Regions from separate parts of the Sus scrofa genome. Here region 1 is linked to region 2. A link is a contact called in public HiChIP or PLAC-seq data. All regions are on one chromosome and are shown on one strand. The core of a region is the stretch at or near the end of the contact, and the rest is flanking DNA. Distances in the headings are between cores, read along the strand shown. Region 1 overlaps LOC102161784 (guanylate-binding protein 6-like). Region 2 holds the start of LOC100523310 (guanylate-binding protein 6).

Region 1 (4,219 bases), core at 1,317-3,816, 61 kb before region 2:
AGAAGAAATAAAGAGCTATAGAAATGTAGGTACTATTACCAAATAATCTGAAAGTAATGGGAAAAAAAGCAAATAAATTATTTCACCTATTAGTAGAAAGCTAAAATACACAACTTCCATCTTAGTATGTTTCTTGTAGGAAAACAAGTACTTTAATAGAAGCAGTTCCTTCAGAGGCAGCTCACAGCTTTCCAGAATGCTCTGTAACCAGTGGATGAACTTTGTAGAAAATGTAAACCCATCTCCTAACTCCAACCCTCAAATACTCTCTTCATCTGGCAGCTACGAAGGGGATGCAGAGATCCTTCCTCACGCCTGGGTTGGTGTTTCTCCTCCAACCTCCAGGGCAGCCTCCCCTTCACTGTAAGTGGCAGGAACCAGGAGGTGCTGCCTGGATCACCTGCCAAGACTGGAGGACTTGCCCCCAGCTGTTGGAGTGCTGGTGGAAGGGCCTTCAGATGCCCGCCCTCTCCATTAAAGGCTCCCAAAGCAGCTTCTCCATCGGGGGTCAACACCCTTGTCCCAAGGCAGAATTCCTCCAAAGGGCCATTCCAGCCCAGAGCGCCCATGGGAGCGAGGGGAAGCTGAGGACGGCAAGGCAGTGCCACCTCTCCCTCCATCCAGCCGGCTTCTCTCCCAGACACCCTCTATGAAATCCGATTGTGTGGTCTTGTCAGTGGGAATAAAGACTCTCTGAGGGCAGGACCTGTATGTCCATCCCTGATCTCTGCAGTTCTAAGCCCCAAGGCCTGGAACTCTGCTGTTCAGTAGCTGTTTATGGAATGAAACAAGTCACGCACACAGTGCCAAGCAAGAAAAGGTTTTACCTCCTATGGCGTGATTTCTCCCTAGGAATTATTCAACCAAACCACAGTTCACTTCATTTACCACGGTTGGTTTACATTTTACAAATAGATCATGGCAGTTAAATTTCTAGGTTCATGAAGGGATAGGGAGAGAACCCAGAATAAAAAGTATTTCTCCGTGACTTTCTGCCTTACCTTCTCCACATCGCCCAGGCCCTCGGTGTCCAGAAGGACCAGGGTGCGGTCTGGCTTGGAGGGGTGGGGCACACACCACATCCAGATGCCCTTGGTTTCAGACTGCACTGTGGACCCCACACGGAAACCTGCCAGGGGGGTGGAGAAAGCGACATTCAGTGATGGCAGAAAATCTAAGCAGCCGAGGGGCTACTAAGTCAGACGTACTGGAGCGTAAGCACTCAGCAGACAGGATGGTGCTTTCTCTGTTTCTTCAAGAGTGTCCTGCTTTGTGTGACTTCTGTTTCAAGAAGGATGAGGCCAAGCAAGCACTCCACGTGGGGACAGAGTGGCATCCATGAATCAGACATAACAGAGGTCACTGATAATGGTAACAAGAGTATTTTTTTTTTTTTTTTGTCTTTTTGCCTTATCGAGGGCCACTCCCATGGCACCTGGAGGTTCCCAGGCTAGGAGTCCAATTGGAGCTGTATCCGCTGGCCTACACCAGAGCCACAGCAACGTGGGATCTGAGCCATATCTGTGACCTGCACCAGAGCTCATGGCCACACCAGATCCTTAACCCACTGAGCAAGGCCAGGGATCAAACCCTCAGCCTCATGGTTCCTAGTCAGATTTGTTAACCCCTGAGCCACGATGGAAACCCACAAGAGTATTTTGAAATAATGGTGAATTTTAAAGCCACAAAGACATGGGAAGGGAAAAATTAGAAAACAATTGAGATTATATAGTTTGCCGGGCAAAACTAATGTTTAAAAAGGGGAAAGACACTGTCAAGCAGTGGCCTACAAATCTGACTGCAGCAGCTTGGTTCACTGAGAAGGTGTGAGTTTGACCCCTGGCCCAGAGCAAGTTAAGGAACTGGTGTTGCCTCAGCTGTGGCACAGGTTGCAGCTGTGGCTTGGATTTAATCCCTGGCCCAGTAACTTCCATATGCTATGGGTGTGGCCATAAAAATTTTTTTTAAAGGTGGGGGAGGAGAGGTATTAGCCACAATTAGATATGAAATTCAGGAAGTATTTTTAAGGTGATATATACTGAAACATCTCTATATATTCATGAGAATATTCCATAAAAAACCAAAATATATTTTGAGAGAAAGAAGATACATTTCTAAGAGCCTGCAATTGCTTAAGCTGGTAGAAGGTAGGAGTTTTTGCATTAGTAGGGGTGATTTTGCTTCATGGGAATAAAACAAAGACCATGGTAACACATTACATTAAAATAGTGATTTCGTGGTGAGAATTAGAAGTGGAAGTTTGGCTTATTGAGAGGAATTTGGTTCTCCCTCCACATGACCAGGGAAGAAAACTAAGAAGCTGAGGTATCACCTGGGCGAAAGCACCTGGCCCCTGACCCAGTATAACCCTCACCATGGTTCCGTCCCGCCAGACGGTTCATCAGGTAGGATTTGCCTGTGCGATACAGTCCTACAATGGCCACCACCACCACGGGCTGAGAAATCTTCTCAAGTATCTCTAGAGCTTCCTGGTTCACTGACAGCAGCTCATTGTTGTTTTCTATCAGACAGATGGGGTCCGTCATGTTGAGGGCAGATGCCATGGCAACCTGGTAACCTAGAAGGATTTCCTGGTAGAAATAAGATCACAGAGTCATTCGCTAACTGAGAGTTGTGCAAAGCATGCTTCACCTTAGGACCGGGCAAGCCTTCTGTGCTTTCCAGGGGACAAAACGTAACCCAGAACGAATGTGCTGCAGGGTGTTTCCTCCTTCGTTTCCTCAACCCTCCGAGGATGCTGATGATGGCACACCAGGTGTTATCACTCTCCATAGATGTACTTCGACCGCAGCAAGATCCGAGTTGTTGTTACCCAGCACAGAGGGCCTACAATGTGCTAAGCCCTACGACACATCTTAGCAAACCCAGCTAAATTGATACGTACAAAAACCTGAAACTGAGACATCAATATACCCCCTTTCAGAGAAGATAAAAGGGTCTCACAAAGGCTGGGTTAATAAGTCACAGAGAAAGGATTAAAAATCCAGTTGGCCAACAAATGGCAGACTAGTAAGCTCTAAGCTCTTATTTCCCAAAGGAGACATTAAAAGCAATCAAAGTATTGGCTAGAATGCCTCCATTATATTCCTGTAAAACAGACAAAAGTATAAAGCAATCAAGCAAATTCTCTAAGAAGAAATGGCCTCATTCGAATGGTAGGAAACTCTGTGGTGGTTTTGTTTGCTCTCGGCCCACACACACTCCCCAGTGTTGTACGTACGGCCTTGTCCGGGGAAGTGGGAATTCCCAATTCCTTCCCTTGGTCCAGAGGGAACAGAGCAGATCTTGCTTAGAAAGTTCTCACCTATGTGGGGGCTACGTCTTCAGGTCTCTGTTTCACCTCACATGGACCCACATGGTAGTGGCAAAACTCGAGGTCAGGTAGAAGGAACTAGTGGGTATTGCTTAAGAAAAAATGCACAGACGTATCTCCACAGACGCCTGGACCAAGACATGACCACTGAAGATCTAAAACAGACCATCTAAGGCACCGCTGCAGTTCCCCGTTCCCTTCTTGAGACTAAAGAGGGCAGAGCAGAGGGCATTTACAATGTTCCGACATGCCATGGGCTGCCTGAAGGACTGGTCTCTGTCTTACCTCACTTGGATCGCAAGCAAGGAGAAGCAGGGGGCATTGGCTGGGAAGGCTGCAGGGAGACTGACCAGTAGACACCGCTGACAAGACATCATGGGTGTGTGACATGGAGATTTATAACACGAAATACATATTTGGTCTTGGTCCCTGTTCCCGGCATATGGCTTCTAAAATCCTAGCTGATGAGAGTGATGGATATATCTTTCGTATGACTTTTGGCCTTTTGATCTGTGGTCTGAAAGAGCTCCAGCGTGATCGAGGTGAAAGTACAGCATGGTGTTATTTGAAACATGCTCCTTTCAACCACACCTATTTTTAAGATAATGAGGTGACTGTGGAAAGCCCCGAGATAGTCACAGACTAGAGACTGGTCACTAGGGTCCAAGTCTCCCTCTGGCAGGATCTGTCTCAGGGTCCCGTGAGAGCACTCCGGAATCCCTCAAACAGCAGCCCAAGAGCTGGGGAAGGTATTTACATGCACACATGCCCCGAGGTGCCAAGGCCCTCCTGGACTCCAGAAACTCAGGGAAAACAGCCAAGTGATTGGCTCTAAGCCGTGAAACTCTCAGCGGTTCTAATGCATCAAGAGCAGTAAAGACCATG
Region 2 (4,253 bases), core at 379-2,878:
CATGTCTGTTGAATTAGATGGAGGCTGATCTGCAGGAATTGCACTGAACAGGTCAGTCCGTCGCAGGACGCTTTTCAACACAGACTGTAGACCTCGAGGGACTAAGAAACAAGGTCCACAAAGAAAGCAGCCAAGTCAAACACTGCCCCTGCCCCAGCTCCTTTCGGCTCGTTCTTCCGCGTGGGGCGTCAGAATACACAGAGGTAAAGCACGAGCCCCGGAGCCCTTCTAAGGAGACAACGAGGAAGCTGCAGGAAGATGCAAGAGGAGCAACTGCAGCCAGGTCTGTCCTCCCTCCACCATTCAACCCCGAATCAAAACCGCCCACCACTCGCAGGACTAGAAATAGACGGAAGGGGGGGTCACCATGCCCTGGGGGGTGCCCCTCGCTCCGAGCATGCGCACTCTTCTCCGAGCGAGTCCTTTCCCTTTTGCTCGCTTGGCTCCTAAAGACACAGACACACTCCACCCCAAAGAAGCAAAACAGCTCCGTGATTTCTTAGCTGTGAATGAGCCACAGAATTTTAAGCTTCAAATTCACAAAATGCAGCTTTTCAGTCCTGCTCAGGATTGGTTTTCAAAATTTGATCTGCAGAAGAATCATCTAAAGGGATTGTTAAATCCAGACTTATACATGTTCTAAATGCGAAAAATGACTAAATAACCAGAATATAACCATGGAAAACCAACCCGCAAATACAAGAGGGAGGGGGAGAGAGAGAACTGGGGCGGGGGGCGGGGAGCTGGGGAGAGAGAAAGAGGAAGAGAAAGAGTGTTTTGATGAGACTGTCATCTTTTCTGGCTGCCCCCCACCCCCCCGGGACAGGTGGAAGTTCCCCAGCCAGGGTTCGAACCCACTCTGCAGGAGCAACCCGAGCCACTTCAGTGACAACGCCAGAGCCTTAACCCATGCTCCACAAGGGAACTCCAGAGATGGTGATTTTTAACTAATAAAGCTCAGCACTGTGGGGACCAAATTTGTCTCTACAGAGATATTCACAAAGCTCTCACTGTGAAGCTTTCGGAAGTATGACTAATAGAAAGATGAAAATGAAACTACCTCTTTACATGATAAGTCCTATAACCTCCTTGGCAGGAACTGTCTTATTCTCTGAATTCTATTGCCAGTCGCCGAGCTTGAAAGCAGGGCAGACAACTCCCATGAGGACCCTGCCAAGGAGCAGGACAGCCAGGAGGACACACGGTGCCTGACCCTCATTTTGCCGCCCCTGCTGGTCCAGAGAAGCTGAACCTCCCCCACCGCCACCCCCACCCCACCCTTGGATTAAAGCCAGCCTCAGACCCCTGCCCTCCAGACACCAGGACTCCTGTCCTTCCTCGGTTGTCACTTTGAGTCCGAAATCAACCTTGGTTTGCACACGAAAGAGAGGGACATACCTGCTCCACCCCCAAGGGTCCAAGAATGGTTCCGGTGGCCTGTCTCACTTGTTCCTTCCACCTCTCTCTCCCTCCAGTGTCAAGGCTAAAAAAGACTGAACAAGCTCGTCCTCTCTCCCAGTAAAGAGCTGTCTTCAAAGTGAAAATGAAAGTGATCCGTGCTGCTGTTGCCTTCGCAGAGTCACGCCAGGAGCACCGAGCACAGCACCAACGGGGGTGATGGCGCAGGGTGAGAGGAGGCTGCGAAAGGCCAGTGCTCAGCATCACCTCTGAGCACACGCCCCAGCTTTCCTTGGGCCTCCCCACGTGTAAGTTTGCTTAGGGTGGCACAAGTTCCCTTGGCAAACAGGAAAGGAGAAAATCATGGCACAAATGTTAGCAAAATTGTATAAGCCAAGCATATCTCAAGCATTTTTCTCTTAGTGTGGATCCCTGGATGCCCTTGTTCATGAAGAGCTCTTAAAATTTTAAATCTGGAGGTCCCGTCGTGGCTCAGCGGAAACGAGTCTAACTAGCATCCATGAGGATGCAGGTTTGATTCCTGGCCTCACCCAGTGGGCTAAGGATTCATTGTTGCTGTGGGCTGTGGTGTAGGTCACAGATGTGGCTCTGATTGGACCCCAGGCCTTGGAACCTCCATATGCAGCAGGTGCGGCCCTGAAAAAAAAAAAAAAAAAAAAAAAAAAAAAAAAAGACTGCAGTTGCAACAGTTCTTTCCTGTCTCTCATACAACAATTTCTCCTCTCGTTGGACCTAAAAAGCAATTAAAAAAGAAAAGGTGGAGAAGAACTGGTAGAAACAGACACTACAATTTACATAATTCTACTATAGCATACAGAATCTATAAACTCTACCAAACTGTAACATGCAAGACAAATTCTCTAGGCTCCAACATCAGCTTCCCAGGGAAGAAGCACAGGCCAAATCTAAGACACAAAGGCTAACAGACACTGCCACCACGTGGTAACTCAAAAATCATAATTTATCTGGTAAGAGAGGAATTTTCCTGTGAAAAGTACTTGACTGAACTCACCCATATCTCACATCATGCAATACTAATTTTGCCTCTTATGTGTTTCCTAATATTGACTATAATATAGGTTTTTAAAGGTTAATTGTAATGGGAGTTCCCGTCGTGGCTCAGTGGTTAACAAATCCGACTAGGAACCATGAGGTTGCGGGTTCCATCCCTGGCCTCCCTCAGTGGGTTAAGGATCCGGCGTTGCCGTGAGCTGTGGTGTAGGTTGCAGACGCGGCTCGGATCTTATGTTGCTGTGGCTCTAGTGTGGGCCGGCAGCTACAGCTCCGATTACACCCCTAGCCTGGGAACCTCCATATATGCTGTGGGTGCAGCCCTAGAAAAAGGCAAAAAGATGAAAAAAAAAAAAAGGTTAATTGAGATGAAGAGAGAAGTAGTGAGGTCATAAGCTCTGATGAAGAGAATGTTTCCTCTTGGGTTTTCCTTCCCAGAAAAAGAGACTTGGATGCACATAGTTATCTGAGAAGTGACGGCAGGAAGCCAGAGGAAGGGAGAAGGGGGAAAGGGAGAGTAGGAGAGAGAAAGTGGAAAAGTCAAAATTCGAATTATTGAGCTGGTTACCGTTACACGTCCCAGCATGCATGTTCTGAAGAACTCCTCGAGTGCACTTCACAAGTGTCCCTTGGAGGGGTGCTGGGAGGATGTGACCAAGTGTCCCTTGGAGGGTCAAGGTTCCGGCGTTGCCGTGAGCTGTGGTGTAGGTCGCAGATGCGGCTCAGATCCAGCGTTGCTGTGGGTGTAGTGTAGGCTGGCAGCTGCAGCTCTAATTCGACCCCTAGCCTGGGAACCTCCATATGCTGCAGGTGCAGCCCTAAAGTAGCGGGGGCAGGGGAGCTACCAAACCATAGTGTGTAATTCAGTCCATAGTTTTTAGAAGAGACCACATTCCTAACGATAACTCATCAGGGGCCCCTGATGCCCAGAATGAAGGCCAACCTGGACACCTGAGAGGGCCCATTCTGATCCCACCTGCTGAATCCAGGAGTGAGAGGCTTGCCCTCCTCCAAAGGAGGTGTCCACTCCCCACAGGGCGCAGCTTCATGCGTTCGTGTAATGCCTTGCTTTCTTCCTTGAGTCCAAGCCTTTGGATTGAATATACGCCCGGGAGTGGGACTGCTGGATCGCATGGTAGCTCTTTATTTAGTTTTCTGAGGACCTTCCACGCTGTTTTCCACAGTGGTTGTCCGAATTTACATTCCCACCAACAGTGAAGGGAGACGTATTTTGAATGCCTGAAAAGTTGACTCAGAAAATCCCTACAGAAATTCTGGATGTAGAGGCCATTCTTCTGCCCTCTGTGTCACTGCACATATCACTGAGGCCTACAAATAACAAGTGCTAGAGAGGGTGTGGAGAGAAGGGAACCCTCCTGCACTGTCGGTGGGAATGTTGCTGTGATTTACGTCGAAGAGTCTTCTGCCTACGTCTTCCTCCAGGAGTGTTACAGGATCTTGCCTTACATTTAGGTCCTTAATCCATTTTGAGTTTACTCTTGTGTATATGGTGTTAGAGGATATTCTAATTTCGTTCTTCTCCGTGGAGCTGTCCAGTTTTCCCGGCACCACTTACTGAAGAGACGCTCTCTCCTCCGCTGTATGTTCTTGCCTCCTTCGTCAGAGATTAGTTGACCACAGGTGCTGGGGTTTATGTCTGGGCTTTCTCTTCTGTCCCACTGAGACATAAAATAGGGAAAACTGGAGTTCTGGTTCTGGCTCAGCAGGTTAAGAACCCAACCAGCATCCATGAGGTGGTGGGTTTGACCCCTGGCCTCGCTCAGTGGTTTAAGGATCTGGCATTGCCATGAGCTGTGGTGCAG

What was found. HiChIP or PLAC-seq counts read pairs in DNA pulled down with a chosen protein or histone mark.
Region 1: a contact with region 2 is called in an H3K27ac HiChIP or PLAC-seq map of alveolar macrophages, with 4 times the contacts expected there. The contact joins the enhancer-like site here to the promoter of LOC100523310 in region 2. A contact is called at or near these places in 13 of 47 Hi-C or Micro-C datasets (alveolar macrophages, blood, differentiating spermatogonia and 8 more) and 1 of 2 datasets of contacts at active chromatin or transcription factors (alveolar macrophages).

What each region holds. Positions count from the first base shown.
Region 1 is chr4:127,236,933-127,241,151 of Sscrofa11.1, reverse strand. LOC102161784 (guanylate-binding protein 6-like) reads right to left here. Exons shown (of 17, transcript XM_005663708.3): 8 at 2,375-2,591; 9 at 1,002-1,129. Among named protein-coding and RNA genes, the nearest start is that of LRRC8B, 100 kb to the right of the region's middle. Within about 2 kb of position 2,566, at least 4 of the 83 cell types and tissues checked have an H3K27ac peak or open chromatin away from gene starts, as enhancers often do.
Region 2 is chr4:127,174,712-127,178,964 of Sscrofa11.1, reverse strand. LOC100523310 (guanylate-binding protein 6) reads right to left here and starts at 1,628. Exons shown (of 11, transcript XM_005663706.3): 1 at 1,399-1,628.